Linked DNA regions of Callithrix jacchus: region 1 is linked to region 2. The links are chromatin contacts, called in public Hi-C maps. All regions are on one chromosome and are shown on one strand. Each heading gives the region's core, a stretch centred on a gene start, on an enhancer-like site or on the middle of the called end of the contact. The rest is flanking DNA. Distances are from core to core; before and after follow the strand shown.

The links. A called contact is a pair of places that touch in the nucleus more often than the background predicts.
Region 1: a contact with region 2 is called in a Hi-C map of skeletal muscle, with 17 times the contacts expected there. The contact joins two enhancer-like sites. A contact is called at or near these places in 3 of 3 Hi-C or Micro-C datasets (induced pluripotent stem cells and skeletal muscle).

The regions. Positions count from the first base shown.
Region 1 is chr9:11,210,252-11,216,324 of calJac240_pri, forward strand. BCL2L14 (BCL2 like 14) reads right to left here. Exons shown (of 7, transcript XM_035255292.3): 3 at 5,188-5,627. The coding sequence starts at 5,620. Among named protein-coding and RNA genes, the nearest start is that of BCL2L14, 24 kb to the right of the region's middle. Within about 2 kb of position 3,535, at least 2 of the 16 cell types and tissues checked have an H3K27ac peak or open chromatin away from gene starts, as enhancers often do.
Region 2 is chr9:10,967,862-10,974,159 of calJac240_pri, forward strand. It overlaps MANSC1 (MANSC domain containing 1), which reads left to right. Exons shown (of 4, transcript XM_009003310.5): 4 at 281-1,644. The coding sequence ends at 1,215. It also overlaps the pseudogene LOC100410719. Among named protein-coding and RNA genes, the nearest start is that of MANSC1, 24 kb to the left of the region's middle. Within about 2 kb of position 2,745, at least 4 of the 16 cell types and tissues checked have an H3K27ac peak or open chromatin away from gene starts, as enhancers often do.

The sequences.
Region 1 (6,073 bases), core at 2,285-4,784, 240 kb after region 2:
AGAGGCCCTTCCCAGAACTTCGTCAGGCTCATTAGTATGCAAAGTCACCCGGAATGAAAAGAGCAGCCCGAGTAGAAGAAAGGTGCCTGGGAGTGTGTGTGGTGGGGGAGGGTCGTTCTTCAGAAAGGACTGAACGTTGCCTGGCAGAGGCGGGGGATGTGGGAGGAGTGCGCACAGGAATGATTGTCACCTTGAAACAACTGGCCTTCTGCACACTCTTTTTGAAGTCTTGCAAAATTAGGGTCTCCTTTCCCCTTTGCAAGGAAGGAAACACAAAAAGCAGTGCTTAGCTCTTTACTTGAGAGAATGCTCATTATACTTTTCTTTTTATTCCTTTTTCTCGACATGCTTTATACCTCTAAGAGCCAGCGCCTTCGTGCATAGGAGGACATTCAATAGTTTGACAAGCATTTGGGGGTTGGTCACTGAGGAAAGAAATATCCCTATTCTCAGGCCATTGAGATTCATCATCAAGTCCATTATCAAGTGAACACCTAACTCCCCTAGCTGGTACAGTCCCGTGTCTTCTCTCCCTTCCATGTCTACGGGAAAGCATTCAGTTAAATGCTTATAGGTAAACAAGGATGAGTTCAGCACAACTCAGGGCCTTCAAGAATTTACAACCCGAGAAAAGAGTTACATTTATGGATTTGCATACAGAATTGTAGAATAAAGCACTTCGAGGTAGGAAGGTGAAATGGCATTGGTCCCATGAATGCTGTAGCCTGTAAAAAAAAGACTAGTCACTTTTGCCCCTAAGCGGGGACAAGGGGCGGTGGGGTGAGCAGGTGGCATGTCTGAGTCGCTGGGTGGTAAAATTTTCATTGTTGATTTGTCACTAAGTTCCAACCTTTTGTTTATTTATTTTTTTTTTCCCCAGACAGAGCCTTACTCTGTCACCTAGGCTGGAGTGCAGTGGTGTGATCACAGTTCACTGCAGCTTGGACCTCTCAGGCTCAAGCGATTCTCCCACCTCAGCCTCATGAGTAGCTGGGATGACAGGTGTGCATCACCATGCCTGGCTAATTTATTAAAATTCTTTTTCTAGAGATGGGATCTCCCTGTGTTACCCAGGTTGGTCTTGAACTCCTAAGCTCAAGCAGTCCTCCCACTTCAGCCTCCCAAAGTGCTAGGATTATAAGCATGAGCCACCACCACACCCAACCTAAACTCTAAACTTTTAAAAGCTTGTACAAGCTGTCTTGGATGCCGTCTGTAGCAGCTTGGTTTTACCACATAGCATTTGAAGAATAACACTAGGTAATTCACAGGACTTGAAAACAGTAACAAAGTGGCATTTTGGCCAGAGGTTCGGTGTGCTCAAACTCCTAGGGCACTCCTGGGCATTGTACAGCACAGTAGGTAAGAGAGGCAACGGGGGGCCTGGGAGGAGAAACAGGTTTTAACATCATACAGAGCTGCCAAGGTGGCTCCTGATCCCTCTCCCTGGATTCCTCTGCAGCTGAGGGCTTCAGTGTCCTCCCTTCAGCCCTCCAGCCATACACGGAAAGGCCACAGAAGATACTGCTCTGTCCATGATGCCATCCTTTGGTGGATGTCTGTCTTATGAAGCCATCTTTTTCATGCTTAGTCCACAGGGTTAAAAAAAACAATAAGGAGCAAATTACAGAAGAAAGATCAAGAAGAAAAGGATCGATGTCTTTCCTCCTCATTTTAACACTCAAGCGAAACAGACTTTCTACTTTGTAATCCCCTTGTTGCAGCCCAACCAGACTCCTCTGGAGCTCCAGCCATGCACAGTCCCTGGCAAAGAAAGAGATGGCAAGAGGCTGGCTCCCAAAGCCAAGGAAACTGTCCCTGGCGATGTCCTCAGGAGATGAGAAAGGAAAGCAGGCCTCTGTTGCCTTTCCCGCCTCGTGCAGCTCATCCAGGGTGAAGAGCATGTGGCATGAGCATGTCTGGGTAACACAGACCCCATCTTTAAAAAAGATTTAAAAATAATAAAAGGGAGCTGAATTATCTAGAAAGAAGACACCATTTGCCCTTCCTTTGCTTCCTTGTTATTCCTGCCTGAGATGTAGACATGATGGGTGAAGCCCCAGCAGCCACCTTTAGAATATAAGGTGACTTTGAGGTGGAAACCACTAGCTGAGGGATGGCAGATTTCCCAGGAGTCCTTTTGGTTCACCCCTGTCACTCAGGCTGGAGTGCAGTGGTGCAATCTCGGCTCAATGCAACCTCCACCTCCCAGACTCGAGTGATTCTCCCCACTACCCTCTCCAGTATCTGAGACTACAGGCGCGTACCATCACGCCTGGTTAATTTTTGTGTTTTTCATAGAGATGGGGTTTTGTCACGTGGCCCAGGCTGGTCTCAAACCCCTTGGCTCAAGCAGCCTGCCCACCTTGGATTACCAAAGTGCCGGGATTACAGGCATGAGCCACCTCGCCTGGCCATTCCCAGGAATTCTCGATGACCTTGTGGAGCTGTCATATCAGGCCCGAACTGCCAAACTTTTGTCCTCTTCTAAGGGAGAGAAAAGCAAACGCGTCTATTATTTAAGCCGTGGGTGTTTGGGTGTTCCACTGAACCTAAGGCTGAACCTAACCTTAACTGTAGCATTTCACGTGAGCAAATCGTAGCTATGGAGAAACAAAAGATTTACAAGTAAAAAGCCTGGGTAGGTGGTCTTTAAAACTAGTGTTAATGTCCATTTCTACATCCTGAGGCCTCTTCCTAACAGACTTTGGTCTTGGGACACACTCTCACAGTTCCCACTTAAGCCTGGTATCTGAGGCCTGGCAATGGCTGCATAGGGCTACGTTGTGACCTTCAGTTAAAAGAACCCAGGTGAAACCAAATTTGTAAGCCCTGGTTTGTATGTGGCAAAATAGAAGAAGAATGTGAGGCTCCCTTGGATCATGCCCAGTGTAAAACCAACACAGGTGTCGCAGGTAAAACCCACATAATTAACTGACCAAATGCAAAAGTGAGGAGAAGATGAGGAGGAAAGATGAGCTGTGCATCTACACCAAAGCCTTCTTAAGAGGTGATCATTTTCATTTTTTTGAAGAATATTTTAGATATATATATATATTCAGCCATAGGTCCTATTCAGCTATTCAGTACATTAACACATCATCTAAGTATTTTTGAATTTAATCTTTAATTCTCAATCTCACATAAAAGTTTTCTTTCCCAACCGAAAAAGAAAAGCTTCTCTTGAAATTTTAGAAAATAAAAAAATGTCAAATGACACTGCAGTGAATATTGAGACACAGAATGCAGTTTATCTCGGGAAGCACCAGAGGACTGGGCAGTGAATATTGAGATACAGAATGCAGTTTATCTCGGGAAGCACCAGAGGACTGGGCAGTGAATATTGAGATACAGAATGCAGTTTATCTCGGGAAGCACCAGAGGACTGGAGTCGTAAAGACTCACTTTCTGTCTGCCCGCCAAGTCCGCAGTACAAACCAAGTGGAAAAGCCTATCTGGGTGCCTCTAAACTGTTCTTTGCCCCAGAGCCCAGATGCCACCCCCAGCAGAAGAAGCCATGGCTGGGCAGAAGTGGCTGAGCAGTGGGGAGGTGGGTGTGGAGGGGAGGACCACAGGGGGCTGCTCCCTCTTGCTCTAGAATCACCTGCCTTAGCTGGGCAGAGTTCAGAGAGCAGATGCCTTGCTGTAAAAGTTAAACAAGTCCAGGGAGCGGCCTGGACTTGAGGTGAGTCAAGGCTCTGCTACTTCCTGGCTGTTTTCTTGGTGAGCCCTTTTCGTGGGACTCCCATTTCCTCATCCTGTCTGTGCCACAAGACTCCCCCAGATGATCCTGACCATGCTCCCACTGTTCTAAACATCTGAAACTCGAATGGGAAACGGGAGTTCCCTTGATGATAGTGAATGATCTAAAGCTGTCTATGAGTGGGCTGATTCTCCAAGCAAGCCAGGACTGTCACGTTTAAAAACTGAGTCATTACTGCCACCTCTTGACTAATTATTGACAAGTTACCCAGACCACTCAAACCCAGCAGAAGGGGGCCTTTCTTTTAAAATCTGGGCTTCAGGCACTGGGCTTTGTTGAAGGGAAGAAGATGCTTATGCCAAGGTGTGTGCATGAAGGGCGACTGTCTTCTTTTTTTCTTTTTTTCAGAGACAGAGTCTCATTATGTTGCCCAGAGCTGGGGTGCAGTGACGTGATCTCGGCTCACTGCAGCCTTGATCTCCTGAGCTCAAGTGATTTTTCCACCTCAGCCTCTGCAGTAGCTGGGACAACAGGTATGTACAACCATGTCTGGTTAATTTTTTAATTTTAATTTTTTTTGTATGGATACAGGGTCTCGCTATGATGCCAGGCTGATCTCAAACTCTTGGCGTCAAACAATCCTCCTGCCTTGGTTTCCTACAGTGCTGAGGTTATAGATATGACAGGCGCTCAGTGTGTCACCCAAGCTGGAGTGCAGTGGCACCATCTTGGCTCACTGCAACCTCTACCTCCCAGGCTCAAGCCATCCTCCCACCTCAGCCTTCTGAGTAGCTGGGAACACAGGCGTGCACTACCATGTCTGGCTAATTTTTTGTATTTTTGGTAGAGACAGGGTTTTGCCATGTTGTTAAGGCTGGTCTTGAACTTCTGAGCTCAAGCAACCCACCCACCTTATCCTCCCACAGTGCTAGGATTACAGGTGTGAGCCTCAGTACCTGGTGAAAATGTTTTATTCAATACAATTAATTTTGTCCCACTGAGGGAAAATTTTGTCAAAATACTCCTCAGTTGTTTTTGTAGGATGGTCTGTCCTTTGAAGAGTCCTTTTACTCTTGCTCTCTGATCTTCCCATCAACCATACAAGGTAGAGAGGGTGGGATACCCAGTCTACAGATGGAAACACAGAGGCCCTAAGCTAATGAGTTGACTGAGGAAGAGTGGCAGCCCAAGCCCCTGGTTAGTGCTCCTTCTTTTATATTGGTGTGTGGCACCGAGAACTAGGAATTTGGGCAACAAATTTATTTATAGATGGTGGAGAAAGAAAACCAGTCCTAGCACGCTTCATTTCCATCATCCTCTTTCAGTCTTGAGAAAAGCAGGGCAATTATGATTGAATATTAGTAAGTTGGAACACTGAGGCACAATGCATGCGTTCTCTAAAGCCATTTTACAAGATGAGATGTAACACTCTGCACACAAAGAAGGGAAAACAAGGATGTGGGAGAGAAATCCCAGATGCCTACCTTCATGCTCCGAGCACAGTCCCTCATGATAAGCAGACCTGGACCATTGCTGGCTGTGCGAACCTTGGCTTTCCAATGTTGTTCGACCTTGAGCAGAGACTTTGGCAGGTGGGATCTGCAAATCTGCCTTCTCGGCTACTCCAAAGAGTGCTTTCCAAGAAGACTTCTTCTTGGCAAGGTTTATGGGCTTCTCACTGGATTGGGAATTTCTGCAAGGCCATGACACCTGTGTCCCTGACTCATTTGCTGACCAACTCCCCAGGGTCCTCTGGGACAAACTTCTTGTTCGCAGCAGCTTTGGCGAGGAGAGAGCAGGGGTGCTCTTGAAGACATGGTGTCTGGCGTAGTAGGCGAGGATTTCGAATTCTATGGTGTTTAGGTCATCATCTTCTAGGGGGATCTCTTCCAGGTCACACGCACTGGTGCTACACATGTTGGGCCTGTAACAACAAAGTCCACACGGTGCCCATCTATGCAGGGCCATTTACTCTTTACAAGTTAGGCGAGACAGTAGCAAAAACTCAATAAACTTTTTTTTTTTTAGATGGAGTCTCACTCTTCTTACCCAGGCTAGAGTGCAATGGCATGATGTCGGCTCACTGCAACCTCTACCTCCCGGGTTCAAGCAATCATCCTGCCTAAGCCTCCAGAGTAGCTGGGATTATGAGGGAATGTGTTCTCTTTTGGGGTCCACGAGGGGGTGTAATTTTAAGGGCAAGAATTTCCCAACGCCATGCTCCCCTCCCATCTCTCTCCATCCGAGAGATTTAACGGTTTATGTTTGAATTTCACGGGCGTGGGAAAAAACTGAAAGTCAGTCACTCCAGCAGAAGTTCTAAGGAACTCCCTTCATTGGCCCAGGGTCTTGGAGAAGGTGGGAGTTCCT
Region 2 (6,298 bases), core at 1,495-3,994:
CCATTTTGCGCACATTTCAATGAAATGTCAAGTATCAACAGTTTGGAGATTTTTTTTTTTTTTAAGACACAGGATCTCCCTATATTGTCCAGGCTAATCTCAAACTCCTGGCCTCAAATGATCCTCCTGCCTTAGCCTCTCAAAGTGCTGGGATTATAGGTGTGAGCCAACATTCCCAGCCAGTTTGGTGATCTTTTGAGCAAGCCGATGTTTGTATTTTTTTAACCTACCTTAGCATGGAGTTATATAAGTTTTCCTTTTGTTACCCAAACATTTTCAGATTTTCAATCTTTGACCAGAACTGATATGCCAAGCCGAGAGTCAGCACAGGAAGATTCTCTCTTACATGGCCAGTCTTCACAAGCGGTCACTCCCCCAGCCCATCATCACACAGGTTATTCGAAGCCCACCAATATCTCATGGAAAGACACACTGTCTCAGAAGTCTGGATCCTCAGATCACTTGGAGAAATTATTTAAGATTGACGAAGCAAGTGCCCAGCTCCTTGTTTCTAAAGAAAAAGGCCATTCTCAGAGTTCACAGTTTTCCTCCAGGGAAGAAAAAGCTCATCTGCTGCCTGGAAATGTGAGTGCATTCCCAACTACAGTGGCAGTTACTTCTCCACCTACCACCTCGGCCACTCCAAAGCCCGCCGTCCTTCTACCCACCAATGCTTCAGCGGCACCTTCTGGGACTTCCCAGCCACAGCTGGCCACCACAGCTCCACCTGTAACCACTGTCACTTCTCAGCCTCCCACGACCCTCATTTCTACAGTTTTTACACGGGCTGTGGCTACACTCCAGGCGATGGCTACAACAGCAGTCCTGACTACTACCTTTCAGGTACCTACAGACTCGAAAGGCAGCCTAGGAACGATACCATTTACAGAAACCTCCAACCTGACTTTGAACATGGGGAATGTGTATAATCCTACCGCATTTTCTACGTCAAATGCGGAGTCTTCCACTACGAATGAAACTGCTTCCTGGGAAGGTCGGGACGCCAGCGCAGGCAGTTCCTCCCAGGGCAGCGTTCCTGAAAATCAGTATGGCATTCCATTTGAAAAATGGCTTCTCATTGGGTCCCTGCTCTTTGGTGTCCTGTTCCTGGTGATAGGCCTCGTCCTCTTGGGTAGAATCCTCTCGGAATCGCTCCGCAGGAAACGTTACTCAAGACTTGATTATTTGATCAATGGGATCTATGTGGACATCTAAGGATGGAACTGAGTGTCTCAATTCATTTAGTAACTAGAAGCCCAAGTGCAGTCAGTTCCTGCTGACTTGCTGGTCTTAGCAGGAGGTTGTATTTCGAAGACAGGAAAATGCCCCCTGCTGCTTTCTTTCTGTTTGGTTTTTGAGGAGGAGTGAAGTGGGAACCAAATTAGGTAATTTGGGTAATCTGTCTCTAAAATACCAGCTGAAAACAAAGCGCTACCTAAACTAATAAAGTATAATTGCCATAGAAATGTCAAAATTCGACTGGCTTTTATGCAAAGAAGCAGCTTAGGACATCTAGGTTCCAATTCATTAATATTCTTGGTTCCAGATAAAATCAACTGTTTATATCAATTTCTAATGGATTTGCTTTTCTTTTTATATGAATTCCAATAAAACTTATTCCAGATGGAGTTCCTTCCAATGAAATATTTGAACAAATCTTTTGTTACCCAGTAATGTTCTTGTAAGTAGCGTGTTCAGCTGGATAACTTTCCATTTATTTCCACTAGCAAAATGATTATGTGATGAAAATATGTTCCAAGTTAAAATGACAAAGCCCCTTTTTCCCATTTGTGAGCAAAGAGCTTCATTTGGGAGAATTCTAGCAGAATGTAAGCCTACGTGGAGACAATGACAAGTCAGTTCTGATAAATGGCCAAATCCACTTCGGGTCTGTTCTAGTTAACGTTTTTTAAAAAGTATTATAGACATTTTCTAAACTTGTGCTAAGTTAAACATATACCAATATTATTTTATACCCTTACCTAAACTGACCAGCAGTCAGCCTGATCTTAATTTAGAACAACACTGGAAATAATAAATAGCACTAAGATTATGCTACAATTTTTACTGGTTAGCAATTAAAATTTCTGAGAAAGACTTTTAATAAAGTCTTCCAGATTAGTTATAGATGAGGTGACAAAGCGTCTGGAAGTCTCTGGGTCAGTCTGACACCTGTTTTATCTGGACTTCAATTTGCTTATCTGCAAAACAGGACATTTTGTCCCTTACAAGTGTCACCAGAGGTTTTTGTTCGTTCTCGTTTTTTTTTGACAGATTCTTGTTCTGTTGCCTGGCTGGACTGCAGTGGTGCGATCTTGGCTCACTGCAACCTCTGACTCCCTCGTTCAAGCAATTTGCCTGCCTCGGCCTACCGAGTAGCACCTGCCACCATGCCCAGCTATTTTTTTGTATTGTTTTTTTGTAGAGACAGGGTTTCACCACGTTGGCCAGGATGGTCTGGATCTCCTGACCTTGTGATCGCTCACCTTGGACTCCCAGAGTGCTGGGATTACAGGCATGAGACATCACGCCCTGCCTGTCACCAGAGCTTTTAAAGATAAAAATAAAATTCAAATGTGAACTTAACACAGTGAGCACTAGAGGGCAGTAGCTGGTTAATAAGCACAGCAATTAAGAGAAACGCAGGAAATGAGAGGAAAAGCGTTTTTTTCTTCTCCTTCCTCTTCACCTCCGTCCCCTCTGCTCTCCTGGTACCCCTCCCCCTTTCCCCTGGTTTACACTAAGCTCGTAAAGTACATTAAGAGGAAAGCTGGTCTATTGAAAATACTTTTCTTATATTTTCCAACTTAACAGCTTGACACAAATCTCCAAGGGGTTTACATAAGCTTTAAGCAGGTTGAATAAATAAAACCTTGAGTCAATTTAATTTAACAAGTATTTATTGAATATCCCCATGTAGGCCAGAATCAGATTAGTAACCAAGTGCCTTGGAATTTTAAAATGTCTCCTCTCTTTATTAACGGATTTAGAGAGTAGAAATAAGGCTTTCTGTGGTGGTTTATAAGGGCATTTTCCTGGCTCTCTTGGAATTCTCTGTCCACCTTGCCGCAGTCTTTGTGGTGATGGGGAGACCACACGATAGCGGTCGGGATGAGTGATGCTACAGGCCCAAACTGGCAGTGGCAGGGCGGGGGGGGGATGTAGGATGTAGGGGGACATCCGGAGTGGGAAGAGTGCTCTTCTCACACAGCTCTCTCTACTTACTGCCCCTAGGACAGAGGGTGCAGCTGCTGGAAGGGCAGTCAGGGTAGAGGAATCCCTTAGAGAAATTCTGCAGTGACTAGCCTGGTCAGGCTTTCAGACAAGGCGCATTGAGTATGAGCCCCCTCCTTTGGTTTGTAGAAACAGAAGGTAGCAGCCTAGAACAGGTGAGAAGATGAGGAAGGTCCTTCTGCTCAAACATATCCTCTGTCTGTATTTTACCAACACGATACTGACCTAGGTTAAAAAGCTACTCTTGGTGGTATGTGCCTGTAGTCCCAGCTACTCAGGAGGCTGAGGCAGGGGAATTGCTCGAACCTGGGAGGTGGAATTGTGGTGAGCCAAGATAACACCTCTGCACTCCAGCCTGGTGACAGAGCAAGACTCTGTCTTAAAAAAAAAAAAAAAAACTACTGGCTGGGCATGGTGGCTCATGCCTGTAATCCCAGCACTTTGGGAGGCCAAGGCAGGTGGACCACCTGAGGTCAGGAGTTCAAGACCAGCCTGACCAACATGGAGAAACCCTGTCTCTACTAAAAATACAAGATTAGCAGGGCGTGGTGGCACATGCTTGTAATCCCAGCTACTCCGGAGGCTGAGGCAGGAGAATCACTTGAACCCAGGAGGCAGACATTGTGGTGAGCCGAGATCATGCCATTGCACTCCAGCCTGGGTGACAGAGTGAAACTCCATCTAAAAAAAAAAAAAGCTACTCTTAGGCACAATGCCTCACGTCTGTAATCCCAGCCCTTTGGGAGACTGAGGTGGGAGGATCACTTGAACCCACGAGGTCAAGGCTGCAGTGACTCATGATCATGCCACTGCACTCCAGCCTGGCCAACAGAGGGAGAGCCCATCTCAAGAAAAAAAAAGCTGCTCTTAAAAAACCTGAGGACTCCTGGATGAGTACTCTATGAGCCTGTTTCTCAGTTACCCCTGGCCTGAGTGAGGTACCTTCGGAAGTCTTTGGCTCCCACACTGTGGTGGGACTGGTCACCTACCCAGCAGCCAGCCCCAGTCCTGCCTCTGCCTCATTTGTTACAGGTAGGAGGTTCCAGGTTCAGGGATGAGCCTGTGACCCAGTTTTAGCTGAAAGGAAACCTACCAGGGGCTTCTAGGAGAGATTTTCCTGCTTGTAAAGAGAAGGCTGCACATGGAGAAAAGCACTTTTTGCCCACATCCCCTTATTTCATGCTTGGGATGCTGACAATGTGAGAGCTATGGCGGCCTCCCGCCACTGAGCGTGGCAGTGGGAACAGGAAGAGTCTGGTCTGGGAAGCCTTGGTTAATTGACAGGACTAACCCTGGAACTACCAACTTCCATCTTGTTCTGCAATAATAAATCTCTAATATTTGTACCACTTTTAGTAGAGTATTCTATGACTTATTACTTATTGATAGCAAACACTTCGAAAGTACTTACCCTATAGGCCAGGTTCACTTTTACATAAACTAACTCATTTCAATCCTACAACAACCTTTTGAAGAATTTTAATCCTTATTTTGCAGATGAGGAAACTGAGGCATGGAGAAGTTTAAAGGCCTTGCTGGAGGTCATTTGCCCAGATAGCCTAGCTCCAGAGTTGCCACTTTTTCCATTCTTATAACTGGAACGATACATGGTGTAACCAAAAAGAGCTTTGCAGTAGATCAGAAATGTTCTAGAAAGCTTTTTGTTGTCGTTGTTTGAGATAGAGTCTTGCGTTGTCACCCAGGCTGGAGTGCAGTGGTGCAAACACAGCATACTGCAGCCTCCACCTCACCAGCTCAAGTGATCCTCCTCGCTCAGCCCCCCCAGGTAGTTGTGACTACAGGCATGTGCCAACATGCCCAGCTAAATTTTTTTTCATCAGGAGATTCTTGGGAGAGTTTTATTCATTCATTGATCCGGTATTTATAGGGACTAGAGGGGTCAGGCTGTGCTCAGCCCAGAGGCAGCTGCCATACCTGCCAGCAACCCCCACTCAATCACTGTGTACAGACAAGGGGCCTGCTTGGGTCACCTTCAAAGCCATCTGGCAGAGGCCATGGGGCTGTGTTGGGGCCTGGGCTCCAGAGGCAGTGCTGGGCCCATTACCCCTTGGCATCAGGCCCTCTGGAACACAGGGGCTCCAACTGGTTGTCTTGATCCTGCTGTCCCCCATCCTGAGTGCCTTGCAGAGGGAGGAGGCTGGAGTAGCAGGGAGAGCTGAGTGGTGCAGACTTCCTGTAAGCAGCCCTGTCTCTGCTACCCCTAAGAGGAGCGAGACATGGTCATATTGAGGGGCTGGGCAGAGGCTCCTCTGAGCTCCTAGCTCCAGGGACAGAGACCTGGAGCCCAAGTTAGGCCCATAGCTAGGGCCACAACACTGAAGACAAAGAGCCCCAGAACCTTGCTGTGGAGCTGGTACAGCCTGGCTAGAACAAGGAAGACAGTTCACAGGGTGCTGAACAGTTCCCACATGCTCCGCTCAGGCCGTGGGATCCCAGCAGGCTGCTCGCTCAACCCCCACTGGGACAGCCCACTCCCAACCCAGCCCAGTGCTGGGCCCCTGAGTTTGGCACTCTCCTAAGAGGAATGAAGAGTAGGGCTGTCTTCCTTACAACAGGGACAGGCTGGTGGCTGGGGCTAGAACAGCAAGGCCTGGTGTCCACCCAGGCCCCTAGCTGGGACCCTGGCATGATACAAGGACCTGGGCCAACCAGGACAGCTGCTAGGAGAGAAAGCACAGTCAGGAAGGAACCTATGGTGGCAAGATGGGTTGGAGCCCAGAAAAATAGATGTCTTTGGTAGGCAAAATGTATATTCTGCTGTCCAGGCAGAAGGGCCAGGTCCTGTTGCTCCACAACCGGCTCTGGAGGAAGCTGCAGTACCCCACTGTGCCCCAACTCCAGATGCTGCTTCTTGAGCACAACGGGGCTGATGTGCCCTGTGCCAGGCCTCAGGGCATGATGCAGGGAATCTGTCCTGGTTCCTCCCATTCCCCGGGCCTGGGCTCTCTGGCTGGAACTATTCAGTAATACTGGGAAAAGGGGAAGTGGAGCAGGGAGGGACCCTGGTGAGGGCCACGTGGCAAGAGTGGGCTGCAGAGTCAGG